Regions from separate parts of the Zea mays genome. Here region 2 is linked to region 1. A link is a contact called in public Hi-C data. All regions are on one chromosome and are shown on one strand. The core of a region is the stretch at or near the end of the contact, and the rest is flanking DNA. Distances in the headings are between cores, read along the strand shown. Region 1 holds the start of LOC103653389 (xyloglucan endotransglucosylase/hydrolase protein 24). Region 2 holds the start of LOC103653395 (amino acid permease 4).

Region 1 (3,912 bases), core at 672-3,171:
TGAAGGGGATTTAAGTTTTCAAACTAACTCTTAGTTCTAATATTGAATCTCTTAATGCTCTAGCCAAGAGATACGCTATTTACCAGACTTTGGCTATACTTATGGAAGGCAGACAGATTAAGGATAAACGCGCCATATATTCCTGGGCAGATTTTTGAAGAGGCTGCAAATGATTGCTTGATATGTCTACTTTGTCCAATATAATGCTAGCATGTTTCATTTTTTCTTAATGCTATGAGAAATTTGTATTCTTTTTTTTCCTTTCACATTATGTTTTTTCTACAGGACATTGTTTGATGTGTATAATTTATTTTTACATTGTTGCATTGCATGGCAACAGTTTCTTAGAATTATATTTTCAATGCAGGAAGCAGATCGATGGTATCCTACAAATGTGAAGACGAAATCCTACGAGTGCGAGCTCTACTATATGTATAAATTGTGATGCACATCTTGTTTAAATGTTCTGATAACGCTATTCTACCCCTTGGTGCTAACAGATGTTCCTTGTCTTGCCTTACCCTGTTTCCTGTAAACTGTAAATATAATAGTGAAGAAAATGTCTACTTGACTGTAAAATATATTTTCATTTGCAGTCTTGTTTCCTGTAAAAACGGTTCACATTCTCTTAAGGGTACCGTAGAAAATTCCTTATATAATTAAAAGAATGTTGCCGAATCACTCAATAATCACCCCCAACACAACTCTAACATCCTCTCGATCGTTCTTCAGTTGCTGAAGCACACACTTCGCAGCTAATTAATGTACCTGGCACTCCCTCGGGAGGCCGTTCTTGTACCTCCTGGAGTCGGTGCAGTAATCGTATATCTTGTTACTGGAGTCCACCTGCGCCAGCTGCTGCTTCCGCGACTCGTCCAGCTGCTGGTCGAACCAGCCGGAGCCTGGGAGGCACAGAGGGGAGGCCATGAACGAGTTGCACGAGATGGCCCTGTAGTTCCGGAAGTACGCCGTGAAGGGCGCCTGCGACCAGTCGGTCTTGACCCGGCCGCCCTGCGTAGCCCACTCGTCGGCGTTCCAGATGGTGGCGTACACCCTCATCGGGTAGTAGTACGGGTACGGGGCGCCGTCTATCTGGTTGTTCTTGATCTGCCGGTACAGCTTGTCGTCCACAAGGAACCTGCATGCAGCTCAGAAATCAGAATATATATATACAGTCATTATATGATATATTGCATGGATAAATCTGAGACTTATTAGAGAAAGGGAGCTTACAAGATCCAATCTTTGTTCCAGATGATGGTGTACTTGTGGTAATCCTGAGTGGGGTCGAAGTCGAACTTGTACTGCTTCTCTCTGGCGCCCTGTCCTCTGGCGTACATGTTGGTGTGCATGGTGTAGGGTTGGCCACTGCTGTTGCCCAGGAACTCGATGTCGATCTCGTCGTGGAACTGCCACGGGTTCTCGGTTATCATCTGTACACGCGTCACCAGATCAATCACGGCACAAGCTAGTAGCGGTGGTGTGGCTATACGGCAAGAACAGTTTATCTGTTCAATTATTTCATCATCCTCAGAGATGTATATATATGCTTACATAGAACGTGGTAACGGTGCCGGCCGAGTTCCCAGGGACGAGCTTGATCTCGATGTCAACCCTGCAGAACTGGCACGTCTTCTTGGAGCGGAACGCGGAGCTCGTCGAGCGGTCAAGAGCCAGCGCGATGGCCTGCTGGCCGCTGCCGTCGGTGACGACCTTCGCGTTGCCCCACATTATCTCGAGGTCGTCGGTCATGTTGCCGGCGACATGGTGCTGGGTGATACTGATGGCTAGGGTGACGTAGATAGCCGCCAGGGAGGCTAGGAGCTGATGAGCCCTACTAGCCTGCCCCATGGCTGTGAGTTGCTGAGTGGGTAGTGTGTGAGGACGCTTTCGTTTGATCCAAGTGATGCTAATAACTTATATATATAGCTTCAGATCGAGAGGAGGAGGAAGTAGAGATTAGGGTCCTGTGTAGCGCAAACAAGATCTAGCTAACCTAGCTGGGACCTGGGACTGGGATAGCTATAGCATAGCTACTTTGATTATTCTCTTAAGATCTAAGAAAAATTTGAGAGAATCGCCATCTAGCTAGTTGGTGAGTAAGTGGGTGTATATAAAAAAGTTTATCATGATTTCAATTAAAGCGAGAGAGATCATGAGAGTTGACTAATTGGTTCGAGGGATCTTATGCATGGAGCACCAATCTGTGAGCCGCCCCATGCACTGTGTGGCTTCTGACAGACGTAGTAGTAGTTGATTCTTCAGCAAGTTGAATACTTGAGGACGATTATGTGCGGATCAGTCGACAAGTTCTGAGACGAAACCTTATTCTGAGAAGAGGGTTTAATTTCAGCCAGCGTCGTCGTTGTGGCCAGTTTGCCTTGGTTCTTCGATCGGCGTGCAGATCCGCGCGCGGAGAGTCAAATATGTGCTCTGAAGTTTCACCGCAGAATTCAGACATCCAAGTTTCTAGCTGATTTACGTTTGTGCGTGTCTCCAGTGTTCAGTGCTACCTTTTCTTTTTGATGGCATGGTCTAAAACTACTAGCTCGTACTGAAATGGCACGAGCACGAGACATTCTAGCTGGCCTTGAGACGATGCATGCTCCTGTTAATGCTTGAAATAAGTTACTCTTTGTTTTACATGCATGCATTACCGAAAATAACTTCTTTACCGAGTGTCTGAAGCACTCGGCAAAGCTAGAAAAACGCTCGGCGAAGACTTTATCGAGTGTGACACTCGGCAAAGAAAGCTCAGCGAACTGTACATCGGCAACGACTTCTCGAATACTTTTTACTGAGTGTCAACCGGTACTCGGCAAAGAAAAGTCACCGTCACGACGACGGGTAACGGCGACGGAGCCTGTGCCGAGTGTCCACTGTACCGACACTCGGCAAAGAGTTCCCCTTTGTCGAGCGTATTAGGTGACCCCTTTGCCGAGTGTACGCCTGTCGGCGTTTCGACCCCGGGGGTCCCTGGACCGACGAGTAAATTATCGCCGCGTGTCCCAGCCCAGATGGGTCGGCGCGAGACAGAGCACGAAGGGGGGGGGGGGGGGTGAGAAACAGCAAAAGGGGAAACCCGCGGTCTTCGTGTTGCCCTGCGTCCAGGTCGGGTGCGCTTGCAGTAGGGGGTTACAAGCGTCCACGTGGGAGAGTGAGAGAGAGACTGTCCGCCAGCCCATTCTCCCGCGCGGCCAACCTTCTCGTACGAGAGCCCTGGACCTTCCTTTTATAGGCGTAAGGAGAGGGCCCAGGTGTACAATGGGGGGGTGTAGCAGTGTGCTAACGTGTCTAGCAGAGAGGAGCTAGAGCCCTAAGTACATGCCGTCGTGGCAGCCGGAGAGGTTTTGGCGCCCTGTTCATGTGATGTCGTGGCCGTCGGAGGAGTGCTTGAGCCTTGTGGAAGTACAGCTGTCGAGGCTGTCGGATCCTTGCTGACGTCTCCTTGCTTCCGTAAGGGGCTGAGAGCCGCCGTCGTCATGGAGCACGCGGGGTGCCATCATTACTTGTTTACCGGGGCGAGCCAGATGGGACGCCGGTCTTGTTCCCCGTAGCCTGAGCTAGCTAGGGGTAGGGTAATGATGGCCTTCCCTGTGACGTGGCGGGTCCGAGCCTGAGGTCGGGCGAGGCGGAGTTCGTCTTCCGATGTCGAGGCTGAGTCCGACCCCTGGGGTCGGGCGAGGCGGAGTCCGTCTTCCAGGGTCGAGGCTGAGTCCGAGCCCTGGGGTCGGGCGAGGCGGAGTTCGTCTTCCGAGGCCGAGGCTGAGTCCGAGCCCTGGGGTCGGGCGAGGCGGAGTTCGTCTTCCGAGGCCGAGGCTGAGTCCGAGCCCTGAGGTCGGGCGAGGCGGAGTTCGTCTTCCGAGGCCGAGGCTGAGTCCGAGCCCTGGGGTCGGGCGAGGCAGAGTCCGT
Region 2 (4,115 bases), core at 869-3,368, 370 kb before region 1:
CTGTTATACATATTACCATTTCAGTTCGCAACGTCAGCAACCGATTTCAGTTGATTAAGGGCACTATTGTTGGAGCACAAAAATATTTTGTGCCCAAAAACACTTTAGTTGAAGAGACCCCTTTTAATTTATAGGGCACTATTATAAGGCACACTCTTGTAGATGCTCTTAATAATGTTCTTTTACGAAGTAGTGCGGCGCAGAGAAGCATCCCTCATACATCAGAGTTGGTTCGGTCAGCACGACCAGCAGAAGGGATTGTGCGCCTTGAGGTCTTCCACGACGCCGGCGATGGACCCGGCAGCGGCAGCAACGGACACAACAAGGCACCCGGCGCTGAGCCCCTGCAAGAGCAGCCACCGCATGCTGCCCCGCGCCACTCGGTGCTGCGCGATGTACATCTCCACGGGGAAGTAGACGGTGAGCGGCCAGAAGGAGGCGGCGCCGATGAGACCGACAACGGAGCCAAAGAAGGGCAGCAGCATCGCCACCGCCGTGGTGACGCACACGTACGCCGTGCGCCACGCGAGCCGCGCCGGGCTGACGGAGAAGGCCACGGCTCGCCCCACCCTCACGTGCCTGTCGCGAACCAGCGCGCTGCCAGGCCACGCGGCGGCCGCCCGGCGCTCGACGTAGGCGAAGACGGGCTGGGACATGACCTGGTAGGTGCCCACCAGGTGCACCACCACAAACGCGTTGGCCACGTCCAGCAGCCAGAAGGGCTCGTAGAAGCCGAAGCCCGTGAGCAGGTTGTCCGGCGCCGCGCCCCCGAACGCCGCGTACCCGACGCAGCCGCACAGCAGGTAGATCACCGTGGTCACCGCCACGCTCACTGCCGTCGCCTTCTTCATCACCTTAGCCTCCGACGGCGGCGGGGACTTTATCGTGTCCTAGACGACGCATGAACGGCAACGGCACGTACGTAATATTATCAGTCTAAGATCAAATTCGAAAGGCCTGAAGACCGACCGAGAAATCATTAGGCGATCACGACAGCTGGTAGTAACGTGCCTGTATCTCGAGCAGGATGATAGAGAAACCGTACGCGAACGCGATGTTCCCAAAAGCCTGCAGGCTGCGCCACACCTTCTGCATCATGGTGACCCTGGCGCCAGCACCGATGACGCCGGCGAGGCTCCCCCTCGGTCCTCCGTGTTCTGCAATTGATTCACGCACGCGGAAGTCAGACAGTAGTCAATAAATGTAATCTTGTCTCTTGTTATTTGGACGTGCACGGATCCATCGATCGAATAACGTACCTACAATCTGAACAACACCGAGCAAGATGCCGATGGTGGAGTAGGAGAAGGACATGATGGCGGCCACGGTGGACAGCCACCATACCTTGTCTAGGTCGGGGATCTGCGAGAAGACGATCTGCATGACGCCGAAGACGGCGATGTATGGGCTGGTGGAGGCGTGGCACGGGTCCTCGTGCCCTCGGTAGTGGAAGCAGCCGGCCCTCCGGATCGCCCTGCTCGTCCATGCATGTAACAGATGTATGGGTAAACTTGATTGCTATGGCGTGGCGCCCCTAGAGCCCGGAGGCGCGCGCGGTTTGATTTGGCTTGGTTGGTCAGTGGTCACCACCACACCACTTACTGCATGCTGACGGAGGCGGCAATGGAGACGCCGATGCCGATGCCGAAGAGGTTGGAGAGCTGGATGGCGCCGCAGAGCCTCTCCTTGGAGTCGCCGAGGGTGGCGCGGACGGCGTCGATGTAGGTGCGGTTGCGCGGGCCGAACGTGGGGTCGCCGCAGCGGTAGCACTCGGCGAGCAGCGTGGACGTGTAGTAGATGACGGCGGCGAAGAGCACCATCGCGGCGGGGCCGCCCGCCCACCCAAGCTGGGCCACGCCCCACGCGAGCGACAGCACGCCGGAGCCGATCACCGCCGTGATGATGTGCGCGCTGGCCGTCCACAGCGTGCCCGTGCGGAGCGGCCGCCCGTCGTCGTCCACCAGCGGCTTCTGCGGCTCCGGCAGCTCCGTGCGACAGCTCTGAACATGGTTTCCGGCAACCTCCATGCCGTGTGACGGTGTGAGCGACTGTGGAGCGGCGCCGCGCTAACGTTGTGCGTATCTATGAGCGCCACGCCAAGCTTATACGGACTGGAGATTTGACAGTACGGAGTATTTATGGAGCAACAAAAGTGGGGTCGTGCTTATTTATATTTATATAATAGGTGAGTGTATGTGCATTGTAACGGGAACATCACGATAACTTATATATAAAATGTATGTTATACTGTTACGAGAAAAGATTTTATAATACATGTATGATTCTGACATATATAAATTTTGTTATTTTAATCTAACTGATTTACTACTACATTGTAACCATTAATGTAATGCAGATTTCGATATATGTCACGATTTATATGGTCTCATCATTAGAGAGCACATCCCACACCTGCCGGAAGAAGTTCCCTCGTACATCGTCAGTCATTAGACACGCACCACCATACGCGCTTGCTTAAACAAAAAGGTAAGTGTGTGTTTGCGAAGAGAATTAAAGGCAGGTCGGCACAAAGCTACCCTGACTATGGCGAGGATGACAAATTGGTTATTGTTGTTGGTACTCCTCTGTGTCACTTCTGGCGTCGAGATGAGGCCACGATCCTTGATATAGTACACAGTGGCGTATGCGGCCACATAGGACTACTTCTAGAGGTCGAATTAGCAGTCGCCAAGCTTCGTCGTCGATGAGCGACGCCAATGCGAGCGCCTCCTGCTAGTGGTGTTTGTTTGGGGTTTCCAAGTAAAAAACATAGATTCATCCTTGACGTTGGTTTATGAAAATAACTCACAAGTCAGATCCATAGAAAAAATATTATAGAGAATAAATGACACGCATGAAAAAGAGAATTTAAGTTGAAAACATTATTCAAACAAAAGAAATTGCATGCAAGGCTCTTCTTTAAACACTACTCCCTCCATACAAAAATATAATTTAAGAATCTCGATGATACTTATCTACGACTACGCATTGTGCAAGGGTAGCAGGTGGGCTTGGGGAGAGATGTAGTATATGTTTTTCTTGTCATAGATATAGACATAAACACATATATAGTGTAGCAGTAGCTACTGCTCGCATCTGCCTGAGGGGTAGCGGGTTTAAATCCCTTTGGGGCCATTTGTGTTTTTTAATTTTAGCTAGACGTGGGTTGTACGGGGGAATGAGAATGAAATGGGAATGGGCTTCACGGGGAGTGGGAATGGGAAAGACAGAACAAGGAATGGGAATGATAGATCAGGGAATGGTGGCAGAACATGGGAATGAGCTGTGTAGGGAGGGAGAAATGGGAAAGGCAGAACAAGTAATGGAAATGAGAGAACACGGAACAGTGGCAGAACACGGAATGACAGGCTGCCCTTACGGCTTTAATAAGTAGTAGATATTTATTTTAAAAAATTGTTGAGTAGTATATGGCACAAATGGGAGCAGGAAAAGAATTTGGCTACAGCAAAAAGTGCTCGAACATTACCTATAGCAGTGCTTTCTACAGTAGCCGGCAGAGATGTCAACGAGGAATTCTGTTTAGTATTAACCATGGGTAATCAGGTTTGAGTTATGCTTTTCCATACACATACCCACATTAGGCCCAACAGGAAAAGCATTTCTCCCAAATCTATGTCCATAGCAATTAAAATCTTCACATACCATAACTCTAATAGATGAATCCCCATAGGTTAACAGATATGGGGTCCTCATTGACACCTCTAGTAGCCAGATCACCACTACAGGACACAAGATCATTTTTGGCGACCAAAACCGTCGAAAATAAGCATTATACCGCCGAAAATAGCTTATTTTCGGCGGTATACGACCTATTTTCGGCGGCTTCTGGTCGTCAAAAAAAATAGTCTTTATTTTCGGTGGCTACATCCAAGAGAGATCGACGCCGGGTCAGGCTGCGTAGAGGGAGCGACAGCCGAGAGCGAGGCGGGAGGAGGGCTCAGCACTGGCGGTGGCTCTGCAGCGACCGACACGTGCGTGTCGGGAGAGAGGAGGGAGTGAGAAGGAAAGACATAAGAGGGTATCTGGCGTTTGAATCCGTTAATTTTTGACGCGTGCGTCATGGCCGTCGAAAATAAGCTTATTTTCGACAGTCA

Evidence for each region. Hi-C and Micro-C count contacts between places; a contact is called where the count stands out from the background.
Region 2: a Hi-C map of tassel shows a contact between it and region 1, with 6 times the contacts expected there. The contact joins the promoter of LOC103653395 here to the promoter of LOC103653389 in region 1. A contact is called at or near these places in 2 of 25 Hi-C or Micro-C datasets (ear and tassel).

The regions. Positions count from the first base shown.
Region 1 is chr4:73,617,818-73,621,729 of Zm-B73-REFERENCE-NAM-5.0, reverse strand. It overlaps LOC103653389 (xyloglucan endotransglucosylase/hydrolase protein 24), which reads right to left and starts at 1,921. Exons shown (of 3, transcript XM_008680309.3): 1 at 1,555-1,921; 2 at 1,234-1,433; 3 at 563-1,138. The coding sequence starts at 1,851. The coding sequence ends at 760. It also overlaps a transcript of LOC100277574 not described here.
Region 2 is chr4:73,989,040-73,993,154 of Zm-B73-REFERENCE-NAM-5.0, reverse strand. It overlaps LOC103653395 (amino acid permease 4), which reads right to left and starts at 2,118. Exons shown (of 4, transcript XM_008680311.3): 1 at 1,603-2,118; 2 at 1,260-1,474; 3 at 1,012-1,157; 4 at 1-890. The coding sequence starts at 2,027. The coding sequence ends at 237.